Linked DNA regions of Zea mays: all the other regions are linked to region 3. The links are chromatin contacts, called in public Hi-C maps. All regions are on one chromosome and are shown on one strand. Each heading gives the region's core, a stretch centred on a gene start, on an enhancer-like site or on the middle of the called end of the contact. The rest is flanking DNA. Distances are from core to core; before and after follow the strand shown.

Region 1 (3,762 bases), core at 362-2,861, 530 kb before region 3:
CGGCGTACGAGTGAGGGCAGGGGAAGGGAGGGGGAGGCCTTGAATCCTGGACGTGTCCGCAGGGGTGTTCTCGGATCCTGTCACCGCAGCACGGGACAGGGGGAGCAGGGGCGGCGGGTGCGAACAGGGGGAGCAGGGGCGGCGGCTCACGCGGGGTGGGAGAGGGGGAGGCGGGGGACGAACGTGGGCGTAGAGACGATGACGAACGTGGGCGTAAGCAGGGGCGGACGGTGTAGATTTACAGAAGCGATTGGACGGTGTAGATTCACCGAGGGCAGAACCAGGGGAGGCAGCCTACCTCTTGCAGCCTTAATAGGTAGTATAGATTATGTAGTTTTAGTTGTCTCTTTTAATTAGAAAACCGTTAAAAAAATAAGGGATGTAAATATCCTAGAAAATGGGTCTATGATCAATTTTAAGGGGCCGTTTGTTTTTTTCAGAATAGAGACATGAAACAAATTCTAACCAATTTACTTCTCTAATTTATATAAGTTTTGATCGCTCTTAAACGATTTCGAGTTTATTTCTGTACAACCGAACGTAACCTAATTCTTTTGAGCGACACATGTGTGGTTACATTTTTTTTTGAAGTAATACTTGCAAAGCCCCCATCGATAGAGTGGTGGTGGTACTGGCATCACGTCTCAAATGCATCATGACCGGTTTCACGTCTAACGTCCCTATATGTTTAGGATAATGATCGTGCCCGAGTTCATGTGGGGGTGAACTTATATGATGGAACTTAGAATTTCTCCGGTGGATAGTGTAAAATATAGGAGAACTGTATATGACATTATTTAACATTATTTACTGAGTGAAGTTTGAAATAGTGTCCATTCTCCAAGACCTAATAATCGTGCTCGCAAGTTCATCATCTAAAACCGGATTCAGGTGGGCGCGAACACAGAACACAGGATTATGGAAAGAACAATGCCCGTAGGCATACCGCGTACGGATTGAATGAATGAACAGGCTAGGATGTCAGTGTCCCGGTCAACTCACCTCAAGGGAATTCGACCAAGGGGCCTGGAGCTGGAGGAAGCAATGGCGTCGGCATGCCCAAGAAAGGTGATGACCACTCAAGTGGGGGCGCTCATTCGCCGGCGCCCCACAATCTGCTAAAGCCGACGGGGAATACTAACAATCGAGACCAAAACGATCGGCGCCCGGGCCGGGCCCTTCCTTCCCTCTGCCCGAGTGCCTGCTGGCTGTTGCCTTGCCGCAGCGGTTGCTTTGATCCGATGCAACGTCCAAAAGCAAAAGCAACAGCACGTAGTAGGCCACAGGGGGACACGGGGGTGAGTGAGTGAGAGAGAGAGAGAGGCCAGGCGGCTGCTGCAGCAGAGTGCAGACGTGCCGAGACGTTATTCCAAGCTCGCATTGAACTGCTCCAAAGGGATCCCAAAGCGCCAGCCTTTCTCGCGGCCCGACGAGGGAGAGGGAGGATGGGGCGGCAGCGGGCATCATCATGCCATGACAGCAGCTGAGCTGAGTGAGAGTCGGCTCGTGATGAAAAACAAAATCGCAAAGTAATCGCTCGGTTCAAACCGGCGCCTTCAGCTCCCCATCATAAAACGACCAGCACTCCCCTCGGTGCCCAAGAGTGCGACACCCAAACGGCCGAACCATTTTCTTCGAGGGAGAGCGTGGTGGTGGCATATATCAGCAGCTAGCAGCTTGAGAGAGCGCCGAGAACCAAGGATATGCCTGACCCCACGGTCTACTACCCCGCGTCCTCCAACGCCGTCCTGCGCGCGCGGGCGCCTTCCACGACCGCCAAGGGCTCGTTCGGCCCGGTCTTCGCCGTGCTCGCGGCGATCTCCTTCCTCGCCGTGGCCGCCTGCGTCGCCGGCAGGCTGTGCGGGCGCCGGCTCTCCAGGAAGAGGTACGCCGCCGACCAGGACTCCTACGCCTCCGACTCCGTCGGAGGCGACCTGGAGAAGGGCGGCGGATTCGAGATCAAGTGCCCGGCGATGAAGCCCGTGGCGAGCTCCCGCGCCACGATCCACGACATCGACGACGGCTTCGAGATCAAGTTCGCGCCGGGGAAGCCTCCGGCGTGGAAGAGCGACGGCAAGCTTGCTGGCAGCAACAAGGGGCGTCAGCTTAAGCATCAGCAACAGCCCCAGCTCGTCGGCGTTCCCAAAGGCTACGCCGTGCCAAAGGACTACGCGGGCTTCAGGTACCCTGCTCAAGCTGTGGCTGTGGCTGTGGACGGGCAGGGGCAAATAAGGGGCGGGGCGTTCGTTCCAGCGAAGCCTGGCACATGAGCGAACAATAATGTAGCGGCAGCTTTTTAGGTTCACGAGACTCGATCGATGTATCACGTACAATCTCTCGTCGTCCCTCGGCGGACGACGGCGTTTTACATCTTCAACTCTAGTTTTTGGGGGCGCAGTGTGCAAGAGTTGGAACCCTCCGCGAACTAGTTCCAGGCACCACTTCCATATCGTATTTTGTACATCAACCCATTATAAAAGCAGTGAAGAAGAACATCTCATTCTCCAGTGACATGGCATGGCTTGGCTTGGAAGCATCAATCGTCGACAGGGTCCTGAGGAGCTTCGGTAGCGTTCCGTTTTATGGTGATGACGGGGCATTCGGCATGCTTAACGCAGAACTCGCTCACCGTGCCCACGAAAACCCTACATGGAGTCCATTCAGACTCGGTGCATGTAAATTCCATGTACATTTTTCTTACTGAAATTAATTCCGTAAATAGAATGCAGCGACAAAAAAAAACTTTTGCGTAGTCTCGATAATCTACTAGTACCATCCAGATACTAGATGAATAGACTATGGTAGACTATAGTATGTTTGAATGCACTAAAGCTAATAGTTAGCTGCTAAAATTTGCTGAAGTCATCCAACAGTCTAGCTAACAATTCAGCTATTAGCTACTTTTAGCAAATTAATTAATAGTTAGCTAGATATTTTTACCAACAATTTTTTTAGTCAATTAACTATTAGTTCTAGTGCAACGACTAATATGCAAACATGTAAGTAGACTTTTTTGTACATTAGATCTAAATCCAACGGTAAATATAATTGTGGATTGTTAAGGTTTTTTTATAAATATATATCAGGTGGTGGTGGAAGAGTTGAAGTGTTAAATATGATATATCGTTGGATCTAGATCTAACAAAGTAGAATATCTATTTGCACGCTTGCACCTAGTACATGCTTGCATATTAGTCATCGCCTTTAAACACCCCTATGCCAACAAACTTTGGTATTGAATTTCCCATTTAACAAATAAAAAAGCACATTATAGCGTACAAAAGACACTTGAAAATAGTTCATGTTCTTGAAGATAAAACTCCCACATTGCACAAAATTATGCCTACTCTACACAGTTTCCATCATATAGTTCATAGTGACTAAACACTATGTGACACCACCACCTAGGTAAATAAAACATTGACTGACAAAAGAGTTGCGATCATATAGTTCATAGTGACTAAACACTATGTGACACCACCACCTAGGTAAATAAAACATTGACTGACAAAAGAGTTGCGAAGAAGTCATGCATGACAAAACGAAATTAGATCTCAAATGCACATGACAAAACGAAATTAGATCCCAAATGCACCTTCAAACAGGATAAAAGTAACGAATCAGTCTATATAATTAGTCTTGCCTCTTACTTATCAAGATAAATAAGGTATTCCCTCTATTAGTATTGACTAAACTGTGATGAAAGGTAATCCGAGTGCCGGAGGCTCACACGAGTGGTGTACGAGGAGGGATAAACCGAGG
Region 2 (3,916 bases), core at 1,369-3,868, 600 kb before region 3:
GAGGCACGTTTTCGCCAGCATCTTAGATGGCCGCCGAGGAGCCATGGTGCTGGTGCGCGCCGCGGAGCATGCCGCTCCACAGGCCCAGCGCGCCCAGCGAGCTGAGGGCGCTCTCCGGCGCGCGGCTTGTCTCGCTGTACCAGTCCAGCGACAGCGTCCTCTCCGTCGCCGCCGCCTTCACCTCCATCGATTCCTGCTCAGCACGTAGCCCGAACGGGAGCCCCTGCAGCTGCAGGTGCTCGCCCAGGTCGGCCGCGTACCGGAGCGAACTCAGCGCGTAGCACTCGCCGCCGCCTGGGATGCCCAGCATGCCCGCCCCAGCGAAGTGCGCCTCGGAGCTCGCGCCATCCAACGAGCCAGCGGCGGCGCCACCGGAACCCGCGAGGATCGGGTCGTACTTCCAGTCCAGAAGGCCGAGGCTGCAGAGCGGGTCGGCCGCGGCGGCGGGGGACGGCGGCGGCGGCAGCTGCACGCCGGAGAAGGACAGGTGGAGGCCCGTCTCCGCCACGTGCCGTGGCTGCATCGGCGTCGCGGCGGGATGCTTCTTGGCGCTGGCTCGCTTGTTCTTGCGGCATCCCCCACCGACCGGGACGTTGCGGAGCGAGCCGCCCTTGGTCCAGTAGCGGCGGCACGTCTTGCAGAAGTAGCGCGGCTGCGAGAGGCTGTAGTTGTTGTAGTAGCAGAACTTGGTGTGCGTCGACTCGCACCGGGGGCACTTGAGCGGCTGGTCGTGCTGCGGGCGCAGACGCCGGTGATCCGCCGCCGCGGCGTGCATGGGCGGCCTAGGGCATGCGATCAGTTCCGCTGACGGTGAGGACGACGATCCGCCCATCCCAGGCTCCTCGGGGACGACGATGCCCTGAAAAGCACGAGACCACGTTTGTTGCATAGTGATCGCAAATCATGATGAGCCGTGCAGTGACAGAATGGAAGCCTCGGAATGCGTGAAAGAGGTGCGTGCAAAAAGATCCAGAGATTATTATGGTTTTCATGATGGAGGCATCATGTAGATCAGAGTTTCTAGATCTCTGATCTGCCAATGGTGAATCCGTAGCTTTTGAAATCACGTTGGTCAGTCTCTGTTGCCTGGCCGCCACACATCTGATCCTTTGCGCGCGCGTAGTTTCGTTTTTTTATTGATTTCTTATGCATTATGCAGGCACTTCCTATAAACTCGTACTAGATAGAATTGTCAGTGAGATTACATAAAATCTTGTGCTCGTTCATCATGTCCGCCATGGCGCCATCATGTATTTGAAGAATGGTCTCATCGTGCTGCTAGGTAACATCTGGTCTAATTAAGCTTGAAAACACATAACATGATAAGAACATCGTCTACCGTTCATACATATATGTGCTTATTACTTACTAGTTATCATTAACAAAAAATAGTGTTTTCCCTAATAAAATTATGGTAAAATATCGACAAGTATATTTATTCACGTTGTTCTTTTCACGTGTTATGTCGACAGTCAAAGAGATCGATATACACGGCTTTTGCAGTGTTCTAAAGTTAAAGCCATGTAGATCAGATGTACTTGTTCAGATCTCTCTTTATCTCTCTTGTTGCTTTTGCTTGCAATTAATATATGGGTAAGAATCTGACGGTAGTGCAGGTGCAGTACACTTTATTATACTGTTTATGTGGTTGTTTCCTTTGTGTTTTTCGACATATTTGTGAGCAATAATCCTTCCAGAGTTTCATCGGTTAGTTTCTTTGTTGGTTTAAGTAAGATATAACGATCCTTGTGGACCTATTAATTGGATATCTCCTGTGATCGATCATAGTAGTTTCATAAAGGTTATTATTACGATCTCACTGCCTTTGATCAGATTAAGTCTACACTAATAAACAACCATTATTGTAGAGAGAGCAGAGACATACAACTTAGTAGTACGTTATGACAAAAAAACAACAGATAATTAAAGAGATATATAGCGCAGAGATCAACAAAGAGAGGAGCTAGTGAGCTGCCAGAAAGGAATTATATATGTTAGTACAAGAACCCAGGTATGTGGTCACGGTATATACGTACCTTGAGCCAGTCGGAGTCCATGCAGATGTGCATCGTCGGCGGTGCCCCGGCCATCATCGTCGGTCGATCACCAGCAGCAATATGATCTGACTACGACCTAGCAACGAGCAGCGACGATCAAGGTGTGTTCTACTTCTCTGCTGCCAAACAGATCAACGAGCAAACACGCAAAACCTAGCTACGACACACACCAAAAGAAATACGTATAAACACACAGCTGGTAGCTAGTAGCTACTACTTGATTGATTACCCTACCTGATCATATTATAGAGCACTAACTGAAATTCCTTCTTGCCGCTGGTGCCTGCCTTGTTGTCGATCGACGAACTGGAAGGTACGCAGCGAGGACGGTACGTCGGAGGAGACGATAGATGCACCGATCGAGCGACGCGCGATCGATTTGCAGCGGCAAACAAACCGGAAGGCCGGGCGATCGATTTGCAGAGGAAGAAGAGAGGATGGATGGATGGATGGTGGTGCCGGCGGCTGCTGGTGAGGAGATGTGAATAAGAAGGGGAGGAAAAGTTGCGCGCCCGAACCCAACCCCAACTCCCACACCGGAGTGATTAGCAGGCGGGTTTTGGTGATAGATCGAGAGCGAGGAAGGAACTGAGGAACGCAGCAGTAGTACTGGTACGACAGAAGCGCTAGCAGGCGGCAGCAGCAGGCAGCAGCGTGCCGGGCGGTGCCGGTGCGTGGCTGCGTGCATGTTGCTGGGCTCCGCGCACCACGGGCCGGGGCTGGCCCACGGTGTCGGGGCCAGCAGCGCCCGGCAGCGTGGCGGACTGGAGCGCGGTGAGTGGACAGTGGAGACACGTCCGGCAGGAGGGGAGACTAGGAGAGGAGAGGATGGGAGGAGAGAGAGAGAGACGGAGGCCGGAAGAGTGAAAGGCGGGCGGCCTAGCTCGTCGCGTCGGCTTCCGCGCTGCCGGCGGTCCCCGCAGCTGGGTTCCTTGAGGCCCGCGCGGCCCCCGCCGCCAGTTCGCATCCCGAGGCGTGCGCGGTTGTCGTCGGCCGGGCCCGTCCGTCTCCGTCCTGGTTCGGCGGCCATCCATGATCCATCCCTTCACTTCACCAGCCTACCCCTACGCTACTGGCTGGCTGGCTGCTCACCATCCACAGGCCAGTGGCTATTGATCGGCTGTGCGCGCGTGTGCGTGGCGTGCTGGTCCAATTTATTTCTTCATTTATTTTGTTACAAAAAAATGACAGTGATATACATAACATTTGTTTATGCTCTTAATATGTCATGGAATTTTTTTAGAGAGAGAAAAAAATGTATATTCTAGCTACTTAGTAGGATAAAGAGAGGTACTGTAGTAGCTCTCTCTAGTGGATCAGAATACTTGATGCGTCACCGTTACGAGACGGCAGAATGTCAGTTTGAGCAAATACGCTAGCCGCCTAGCCGGAAAGGCAGAGTGACGTGGCTTGGATTGTGGTGATGCGTAGCCAGGACGACACCACTCCGGCCACGTGGAATATTTCGGTCCCAGTGAGGAAAGGCCAGAGACGAGAAAACCGACCGAAAAAAGCGCACTCCAACTGGGCCCATGCGTCTTGACCGGATCGCTGCTTCGACCGTCGTCGGCGGCGGCGACATTGAGATATGCGCCGTAGTTCCAAAAAGTACGTACGGCGAAAACGGATTCCTAGTCTATGTACGTAGTACGGAGTACAGTACGTATGTATGGCGGCGGGCGTTATGGGTGAGATTTTTTTTCTTCTTCTTGGGACTGTTCAAAAGCATGTTTTTGTGGGTCCAGCCGGCCGGCCATGGCCATGGTTCGAAAGGGGGGCATGTGTGGGAGCAAACAAGAGACAGATATAGCAGAGCCGAAGCATCTCTCCCTGTCGCCTCTTCTTCCTCTTCCGGATTC
Region 3 (3,561 bases), core at 495-2,994:
AACCACCAAACTAGCCGTTTGGTGGAGGCTGCTGTCGCATGGCGCACCGGACAGTCCGGTGCGCCTGCCACGTCACCTGGCCGTTGGATTCTGACCGTTGGAGCTTCTGCCTTCTGGGGCACCGGACAGTCCGGTGGTGCACCGGACAAGCACTGTTCACTGTCCGGTGCGCCATCAGTCTCTGCTCTGACTCTGGCGCGCACTGTAGTGCATTCAATGCGTTCTGCAAACGACCGTTGGCGCGAAGTAGTCGTTGCTCTGCTGGCACACCGGACAGTCCGGTGCGCCACCAGACACTGTCCGGTGCTACACCGGACAGTCCGGTGAATTACAGCGGAGCGGCCTCCAGAATTCGCGAAGGTGAGCAGTTCGGAGTTGGAGTCCCTGGTGCACCGGACAGTCCGGTGCACCAGACCAGGGTACACTTCGGTTGACTTTGCTCTCTTACATTTGAATCCTTTTTCGGTCTTTTTATTTGTTTGTTGTGAGCCTTTGGCACCTGTAGAACTTATAATCTAGAGCAAACTAGTTAGTCCAATTATTTGTGTTGGGCAATTCAACCACCAAAATCAATTTAGGAAAAGGTGTAAGCCTATTTCCCTTTCACACATATAACTAGGGCTGGAAACGAGCCGAGCCGAGCCAGGCTCGGCTCGGCTCGGTCACTTCGCGAGCTCGGTAATAAGGCTCGGCTCGGCTCGATATAGGCTCGCGAGCCGGCTCGGCTCGCGAGCCTGTACACTCAAGTTAATTATAGTCGTTAGTTCAAATTTGAAGCATAATATGTTCTATATAATAAAAAATTATGTCCATACACTCTAGTTCCTTGTGAGTTGTGACCAAAACAACACACCGGTCACTGGATCTAGATGACTGGACACTAATAAACAAACTGACAACTGACAAGTGATAGTTGCAGTAGTTTGGACCGAGCCTCGAGCCGGCTCGCGAGCCTCACCGAGCCGGCTCGGCTCGGCTCGTTAGTGTAGCGAGCCGTGGAATTAGGCTCGGCTCGGGCTCGTTTAGGCTCGCGAGCCTCAACGAGCCGAGCCGAGCCTGATCGAGCCCGAGCCGGCTCGCGAGCCTCGAGCTTTTTTTCCAGCCCTACATATAACAAATCATATGATTACATAATTTGGTAGCTAGACAAATGATAGCTAGAAAATGTTTTATTTGTTAAGATGAGCTCTATTAAATGGTTATAGTTGTATTGATGCGGATATATTTTACCCATGGATAGACGAGTATGAGTAGTACCAATCTATACCAGTCTGCCTCAATAGGTAAATACTCTTGCCTATTAACATATCCGCAATTAGAGAAATCACCTCGTACCCGCTTTCATATCGAATATTCGGTGCGCATTACCAGCTGTGGTTGGACCTCATCTTCTCACACGGGAAGATTTGTATGGACTGCACTGTGCTCATTCTAGTTGGGCCATCCTTTCATATATTGCTTTTCTGGTTGGATTCCTGCAGGCCCTCTTTGCTAGACCGGGCTGAATAGCCGTTTTGCAGGTCCAAAGCGCCCAAACGGTTAATCCCGATGAGGTGAAATCAATTGGCGAGTTTTCTAATTTTTTTCTCTTCTCTGTTTTCCTTCACCGGACTACCAGGGGCGAATCGCGGACGCCGCCCACCTCCCCCATCTCCTTCCCCAGCACGTCGCAAACCCTTCGTCGCCACCCCCGCCTCCCGCCGCGGCTCCCGTCGTCGCGTGGCCGTCGCGAGCCACCGCTGGCGTCTCTCGTCCGGTTCTCTGAGTCTCGGCGACCTGTTCCTCCGCCGAGTTCTCGGGGCCCTGCTGTCGCCACCGCCGAATCCTGCTGTCCTCGCCGCAGCCGGGGAACGCGGTGTGTTGCGGGAGCTGGCACCGCCTCCTTCGAGGTGCGTCGTCACGGAGGGTAGTTTCCGTTTCGTCTCCATCTCCCCAAGGATCGGTCATGGTCATGCTCAGCTTCGTTGGGATTTCTAAGACCGTTGAGCATTCTGCCGAGCCTATGGTCCCAATCCATAACCGAAATCGCTTCATGGATCCTAATGGGCGCGTCGAACATCTCGGGGTTTCTATTTTCACTGGCACAATTTTATTGCACGTTGAAACATATAGTTAGGGTTTTATGACAAATGTATTTAATGGCCATGGTATCCGTACGAAAATGGCACTACATTTTGTACAGTTTTGCATGCTTACCATATGCTGTGCCCTCTTGAAATTTTGGTGTAGCTAGACCAGGAGAGAGAGTCGCACTGTGATTTCATGCATGTAATTAAAATGGACTTTAATTGCATGGTACAAGCCAAAATGTGGTATGTTCGTTAAATTGCTTGGGTCAGATTCAAACGAATCCAGTATATTTTATGTTCCTGCTGGGAGATCGTTACTAGTCTGTGTATTTGTGTGACAGGGCTGTCATATATAACCAGCTATTTATTTTGTGATGCCAACTGTTGAATACACTACTTTCCCTGTTTCTTTTTAACGCTTGAATCAAACCTCTCACTCCACATCATGCTTCAAAAGACGTTTGCCTAGGCGCTAGGCCTCACCTCTTTCGTGTAGTTTCCACGTAAGCAGCCTTGGTGAATATTTTCGCCTGCCTAATCACGTAGGTACAACTGTTGTCTGCCTAGCATAGCACTTTCAAGAACACCATGTTTAGCATGGGAGAAGATAATACTCTTCTGTGTATTTTGAGAGGATATTGTCCTTTTTTGCATGGGTAGTGCTGTCACTCCACACATTTGTTAAATAGAAAAATCATCATAAGTTGCATATATTATTTTCTGTTTCAAATGCAACTCTGTTAGTTTTTTGTGTGATTTTTAGTTTTTTCTTTTTCCTCTATAATTGTTTTCTTTCGAAGCACTGCATATACTCTAAACAACAGTTTCCTACTTTTTCTATGTAGAACTAAGTCAACAGTCTTTATGGGCTTCATGCTAGTAGATGATAGTTCCTGGCTTCCTGCACTGCTTTTGGAAGACCTGCCTTTTCAATCATAGAGGATTGGTAGACCAGATCCTGGCAAAGCAATGCTGATGGACCCTCCTGTTATGCAAATGGACTGCAAGTTGAAAAATGCTATGGATAAAACACCACAAATCGCCTATGATAGGAAGCTGACCGTCTCACATGATGATTATGGGTGGGCAGGCTCTGATGTCCACCTAAAAGATGATACAATAGTATGTAGCCCTGTCGATCTTAGCGATGCTTGTCAATCAGGCATGGATCGGGTATTAGATTCTGCTTCCAAAAATTCATCTCTTAATTTGGGCGATTTATCTCAGGGGACAGAACTAAGAGAGAAGAATAGCGACAGTTCTTACTCCGATGTAAAACTTCAGTTAAATTTAAGTGCTGGAAATTATAATGGCTTGCAAACTGATGATTATAGCTTTAATAAACAGAGTTTTGGTAAGAAGGATATGCATCATCCTCAGGAAGAGATACATTCTTCTCCCAATACAATGTCATTACCAAGTCCATGCAGACTCAATGGAGACGTCACACCTTGTGAAGCGGAGAAAATAGCAGAGGATCGTGGCAAAGTAG

The links. Hi-C and Micro-C count contacts between places; a contact is called where the count stands out from the background.
Region 1: a contact with region 3 is called in a Hi-C map of tassel, with 3 times the contacts expected there. The contact joins the promoter of LOC100216613 here to the promoter of LOC542103 in region 3. A contact is called at or near these places in 3 of 25 Hi-C or Micro-C datasets (ear, endosperm and tassel).
Region 2: a Hi-C map of tassel shows a contact between it and region 3, with 2.5 times the contacts expected there. The contact joins the promoter of LOC100193142 here to the promoter of LOC542103 in region 3. A contact is called at or near these places in 2 of 25 Hi-C or Micro-C datasets (ear and tassel).

Annotation. Positions count from the first base shown.
Region 1 is chr4:165,503,215-165,506,976 of Zm-B73-REFERENCE-NAM-5.0, forward strand. It overlaps LOC100216613, which reads left to right and starts at 1,612. Exons shown (of 1, transcript NM_001143026.1): 1 at 1,612-2,506. The coding sequence starts at 1,704. The coding sequence ends at 2,270. It overlaps LOC100283256, which reads right to left. Exons shown (of 4, transcript NM_001156158.2): 4 at 2,290-2,645. The coding sequence ends at 2,537.
Region 2 is chr4:165,437,721-165,441,636 of Zm-B73-REFERENCE-NAM-5.0, forward strand. LOC100193142 (Dof zinc finger protein DOF2.1) reads right to left here and starts at 2,619. Exons shown (of 3, transcript NM_001138300.1): 1 at 2,292-2,619; 2 at 2,037-2,133; 3 at 1-859. The coding sequence starts at 2,093. The coding sequence ends at 23.
Region 3 is chr4:166,036,927-166,040,487 of Zm-B73-REFERENCE-NAM-5.0, forward strand. It overlaps LOC542103 (SET domain protein SDG117), which reads left to right and starts at 1,745. Exons shown (of 12, transcript NM_001358411.1): 1 at 1,745-1,889; 2 at 2,915-3,561. The coding sequence starts at 3,039.